Linked DNA regions of Mus musculus: region 1 is linked to region 2. A link is a contact called in public HiChIP or PLAC-seq data. All regions are on one chromosome and are shown on one strand. Each heading gives the region's core, a stretch centred on a gene start, on an enhancer-like site or on the middle of the called end of the contact. The rest is flanking DNA. Distances are from core to core; before and after follow the strand shown. Region 1 has its middle 11 kb from the start of Gm36164. Region 2 overlaps Btd (biotinidase).

Region 1 (2,902 bases), core at 220-2,719, 230 kb after region 2:
ACAAATAAACAAATGGAGCAAACAAAGTAACTACATTAGACAAGCAGACAGAGGACCTGTGCTGCTCCAGTGGATCTGTCACCCCACCTATTTCTTTCAAAAAGAATAATTAAATTAATTACTTCATTTTTAAAATTTATTTTTAGCTAGCTTACAAAATCACGTGCCTTTCATATGTATATATTATATACTTTGCTCACCTTCACCTGTTACCGTCTCTCTTTTCCCATTGGTCTCTTCTTTCCCCAAATAGCATCCTCCTATCTTCGCGTCATTTATAGATAAATTTACTCTCATTCTGCTTATGAGATCAAACCTATGATGTTTGCCTTTCCAGGCCTGGTTTATTTCTCTTTGCTGGTATGGCCATCTTCCCTGTTTCTTTAAGGTTGGGGAACCCTGAACCTGTACTTCATTTATAGGCACACATTTTACAGTGAGTTCAGTTGGGCCTCAGTTCCGACATAATGAGTGATTCTTCATACACCTAACCTTTTTTTCCTGGAACCCAGAGGAAGAAGATGCCCGGTGTGGGGCCGGGGGAGGAGTCACGGGTGCTGAGGTGGAATCCACTCTCATGACTGCCGTGCAGGCTAACTCTCTGCACACCATCCAGGCATGGGTGGGAAAGAAAGGGACACAGTTAATTCAGTAACACAGAAGAAGCTGCTGAGTCTGGAAGGATGGGGTGTGAGCTTTCTTTCCCAGTAAGAATGCAGCTACCTGGAGGATCGTGTGCAAAATATGTTGTAGCCAGTATCATGCTGCCAAATGTTTAATGGCAGGCTCTGGGGAGGGGGGACTCGATCTATGGAAGTTGCTCATTTGTAGAGTGTGAATCCTTTCCCATGGCTGGTTTCCCACTGTCAGTGGCATCACTTCCCTGAGAGTGGTTCTGGGAGTCACACACAGGTGTGCACCACTACACGGGTCCCCACCACCCGGATTTGGTATCTATGAAACAACATAAGACTGGTGATCATTGCTAACTGAAGTAAAATAATCGGGACGCAAAACATCTTGAATGCTTGCTAACTTTAACTTTTCTTTTCATTTTAATGGGTGGTGTGTGTCTCACATATTCCAGGCTGGCTTGAACTCACTTTGTAGCTAAGGGTGACCTTGGATTCCTGATCTCTGCCTTTATTTCCTCACTTCTAGGTTAACGGTGTATAATGCTATGCCTGGTTTATGCTGTATTGAAGACTGAACCCAGGGTTTTGTGCGAGCCAGACAAGCCATCTACCAACTGAGCTACATCCCTCGTGCCTTTACTTTAATTTTTAATACAATTTCTAGGTATAAGCTAAGATCATTTGGGTTTTAATTATGACTCCATTCAACAGCAAATTGGCAGGGCTCCTGGAATTTTAATTATCATGTAGTTCACTTGAGCCAAGACAAGTGGCTCCAGGTTGTCATTAGCACTCGTGGCACTTAAGACAAACAGCCCGTGTTTTCTCTGGCTGCAGGCACAAAGGACATTGAAACTTCTGTGTGACTCAGCCACACTCACTGAGTCATTCATCCTTATTCGTGCTTTTCTTTGTTTTGTTTTGTTTTGTTTTTTTAATCAAGAAGCCCTTAGGATCTGGAAATACTAAAATGAACAGGAGACCCTGGAGCTAGCCAAGGGAACTGAAGACTGCATAGGCCCTCTGTGTCATCCCAGTGTCTGGTGTCTGGCAAATGTTAACTATTATCAACACAATAAAAACAACACAATAGAATTAATATTACCTTCTTTATATGAGTGTGAAGGGCATGCAGGTGCCTTGGGGGCCATGTAGAGGCCAAACTGACTGGGCCTGAGTCTGTTCTCCTTTTCCAACATGTGGGGTCCTGAGTATCAAACTCAAGTCACAGCCTTGGCAGCAAGCACCTTTTCCCTCTGAGCCCACTTGCTAGCTTGCCACACTTAAGTTTTAACAGGTATTCTATTCTCCTGTGTGAGTTCTAATACTGAGGTTTGTTTGTTTGTGTTTTGTTTTGTTTTGTTTTTGCTCTCAAAGATGAGTACTTTGTGCCAAGAATGCAGAGCCCATAGCTGTGGCGGTCTCCAACTTTATCGATGCTGGGTTGAAATATCCGCAGAAGAGCTCTTATAACTGAGACTAATTTTGTTGTTTTATTTAGAATGCAAAGTTTGTGATTTATCGAAATGAAAAGAAACTCTCCTTGCCTTTTGTCCCCTCAGCAAACATTGCTTTAATACCCGTGTCCATCCTCTTGTTCATTCTCTAAAATAATGAGGTGTGGATTAGAGTTGGTGCGGTCCATCCGCCTTAGGATTCAGCTCTGGGAACCTTGATGGTTAGGTGCCCCCACTGCAAGTCAATGAGATTTACGTTGCTTTTAAGTGATATTGGGTTGCTAGGTCTGCTTGTATTATGGAAAAACCTACGTTCCGGGGTACTCACAGATAAATTCATGCAAAACACTCTTCCATGATGTGATAGTTAACTTTAGGTATCAGTTTGACTGGACTAAGGGAGGCACCGACTTTGGTAAAACTTTATATCTGAACCTGCCTGTGAAAGTGTTTACAGAAGAGATTAGCATCTAAATTGGTGAAATGCCTAAAGCAGATGGTCTTCCCCAGGCTGGGTAAGCATTTCTCCTTCCACTGAGGTCCCACGTACAGTAAAACCTGAATCGGGTGGGGCTTGCACTGCCTTTGTGAGCTGAACAGCATCTTGCCTGTGGATAGTGGTACCCTTGGGTATCCAGCTGTGGACAGCAGATAGCTCAGCCTCTGTAATTACAGGAGCTGCTTCCTATAATCTCCATTCACAACATACAGAGTACACGTGTATTTTCTGTTGGTTCTGCCTCTCTGATGAACCCAATGCATACAGCAAATATTGATGGCAAGAGCAACATCATCCGGTGTCTTAGTGTT
Region 2 (2,904 bases), core at 296-2,795:
GATCCCAAGTGCTGGGAAAGCCACCCTTGTGGCACTGGCTCCCACCCTGGGGAGCCGTAAGAAAATGGGAGGGGCAGTTCCTTCCTTTCTACATAATGACTGAGACATTTTCTGGTATTTTCTATTCACTTTAGTCTGTCAGGCCACACCCTCTTCCCACTACACAATTGGTTTTAAATTTGAAGCCAGAAAATAAACCTCAGTTGCTATTTTACAAATCCGCAGAATACTGGCTGGGTTTTTTTCTTTGTTTTGTATCTTTCACTGTTGATCTAGTGACACCGCAATGATATCCCCCAAGCCCGATCACTTTCTGTGCTAAGAAACACACTCTCCAAGCAATGCTGTACAAAAGGCTGCTCGGTGACTGTCCCTATTCTGGCCAACAGGAACTTCCAGATGAGGTGGCAATGCCCGAGCCACCAGCGGTGTCAGAAATGCAGTCCTAGGAACAGCTCTTCAAAATAGAAGAAAGGCCCGACTTGCATCTGCCTTGCTGTCAGTGGATGGGTGTGTGGGTGGGCCTCGGAATAACTGGGGAGCGCCGAGCTAGGGACGGAGGGAGGGGCTGGGAAGCATTGAGCAAGGCGAACCTAGGAAAACATGAGTAAAAGAATTATTCTGTCTGAGATGTCTCATCCAGGGATTCCAGAGACTTCCATACATCGGTTTAGCTTTGCTCAACTGTGTGGATACAGTGACGCTGGTTTACTTAAATTTGTGTTAAAGAGGTCTCCACTGTGTCGCCGGCACACACTTTTGCTTAGCCCAACAGCAGCAGATCTTTTCCAAGACCCCACGAAAGCGCAGGGCAAGGGCTGCCCACAGTACCAGTTCCAAACTAGAAACTGACAGACATGGTCAGGACAGTGAAGGCATTTATAGGCCACTGGTTTCTAATTTGCATCCAATGAAGGTGTTAGACCTGTGCAGAGTAATAGTTTCCATTATAATTTTTTTATAAAGTGCAGAATGGATAGTCTTCTGATATTTGCCTCTTAATGTTGCTGCTATTTAATGCCTTTTAAAATCTGTGTGTGTGTGCCATGGAGTGTATTTGTGAGAAGGAGGTAGAGGCAGGCAGATTTCTGTTCCAGCGCAGCCAGGGATACATAGTGAGTTCCGGTCCCAAAACAGCAACAACAAAATCACCAAACTGTATGAGAGGAAACTGACCTCGTCCCGTTCTCTGGCAGGAACGTCCCTATTCTGGTCCTTGGCAGGGCAACTGAGCATGTACCCTGGATTCCAAAGGACAGCTCTTACAAGCGTGGCCTCAACGGTGGGTTTAAACCTTCGGGTGGGGCAAGCACAGGCGTCATGCCAAAAGCAAAAGGCACTGGTGGCGCCAGCCCGGGTTGACTCATCGCTTGCAAAGGCTCGGGATGAGTCAAGTCTTGAGGAAATGAACAGCTCAATCCCTCAGGAAATTCTGGGATTCCTTCGCCCTGGGAATCCCCCCCCGGGATGGTGCAGGACCTCTCCCACCAGATGACAGTGCCTGCCTGCCCTCCCAGTGCAGACTTCTCCAGCAGGCGGGAGCTGGCAGGCTGGATGCAGCTCCAGATGTGGCTGTCCACAGTCCACACTGCTTCCCTGCCCCCAAACCTCGAGAGACAGACAGTCTTTTTAAAATGCATCTTGCTACTTCATCCCAAGACAACCCAAACCCACAGGAGAAGCAGGCACAGGAAGGCTTGTCCTGAGTGCAGAGCCGCTCCATCCAGGCCTCCCAGTATGTGACAGTACTGGGCACCTGTCAGATCTTCATTTGTCCCTGCTGACTAGCCCCAGACCACTAATGACAATTAAGAATGAATTGCTCCTGCAGACATAAGGGCAACAGCAAATAATGGGGGTCGGACAAAGGGACTCTTACAGTGAAAGGAAGTTGCCAGATGGCAGAACAAAGGATAGGAAAATGAACGAAACCAGCCATTGTAGGAGGAAATATGCCAATGACTAATGACTGCGCTATGCTTTCGTTAACTATGGCTCTCAAGTTCAGGAAGCAAAAGGCGTTCTGACCACAGCATGGAGGCAGGAAGCCAAGGGTATTTTTGGTGGAAACAGACTTGGGGGAAGTGGCTTAGTCTGTGTGGGCTCTTCTGTAGGCACAGTTGTGCCTGGCTGTGGTTTTTCTCACAAAGGAAGTTAGGGCATAATGAGATATATTCAGTGAGCTTAACATCTGTATGCCAAAGAAGGAAAAAAACCAAAAGCAAACAAACAAACAAAAGACCAACAACAGCCTTCTGGAAGACTGGCCCGGTTCCACAGGCGCAGACATGCCCGCTGCGATCACCGAAGAAGATCCACGTGGTGACCCCTTCATGGGTGAGACAGCGTGGACGGTGATGGTTAACTATGGATGTTGTAACAAGTCTCCAAGTCAATAATAGCTTTCAAATAAACGCCAAATGGATTTTAACTCAGCTGCCAGAGTATTAGTAAGGACCAGGACTTTGCTGGAGGCACCAGAGAGATACCCCTTAGCTGAAACCCACTGGCCAGGCAGGCACAAGACCTAAGACTAGTCAGCCAGAGGGCCGGCTGTCATGAGAGGTAACCTGGTGTAAAAATTCCATGTAGAGGGATGGCAGAGAGCCACCCCTCTAGTTCCTGCTGAGGGTTAGAACTGCCTAAATGACCTCAAGACAAACATGGATTTTCAACATCCAACATTCAGGGTCTATATATGACAAAATAAAGTCACAGCAGTTAAAAATGTACAAGATAGCTGGGTTTATACCATCCAGGCACACACCTGAGATCCCAGCCTTCAGGAGGCTGAGGCAGAAGACATTGAGAATCTGGCCTTCCTGGGTCAAGTGAGCTCTTGCCGCAAAAACATACACCATAAACATACACCAAAAACCATCAACCAATGAAAAGTGTTTTTAA

What was found. HiChIP or PLAC-seq counts read pairs in DNA pulled down with a chosen protein or histone mark.
Region 1: a contact with region 2 is called in a FOXA1 HiChIP or PLAC-seq map of pancreatic cancer cells. The contact joins two enhancer-like sites. A contact is called at or near these places in 3 of 115 datasets of contacts at active chromatin or transcription factors (differentiating embryonic stem cells, embryonic stem cells and pancreatic cancer cells).

Annotation. Positions count from the first base shown.
Region 1 is chr14:31,900,647-31,903,548 of GRCm38.p6, forward strand. No RefSeq gene overlaps it. Among named protein-coding and RNA genes, the nearest start is that of Gm36164, 11 kb to the right of the region's middle. Within about 2 kb of position 1,470, at least 28 of the 459 cell types and tissues checked have an H3K27ac peak or open chromatin away from gene starts, as enhancers often do. A contact at or near this core is called in pancreatic cancer cells, where this site is marked.
Region 2 is chr14:31,667,971-31,670,874 of GRCm38.p6, forward strand. Btd (biotinidase) reads left to right here. Exons shown (of 4, transcript NM_025295.4): 4 at 1-227. Among named protein-coding and RNA genes, the nearest start is that of Btd, 28 kb to the left of the region's middle. Within about 2 kb of position 1,546, at least 277 of the 459 cell types and tissues checked have an H3K27ac peak or open chromatin away from gene starts, as enhancers often do. A contact at or near this core is called in pancreatic cancer cells, where this site is marked.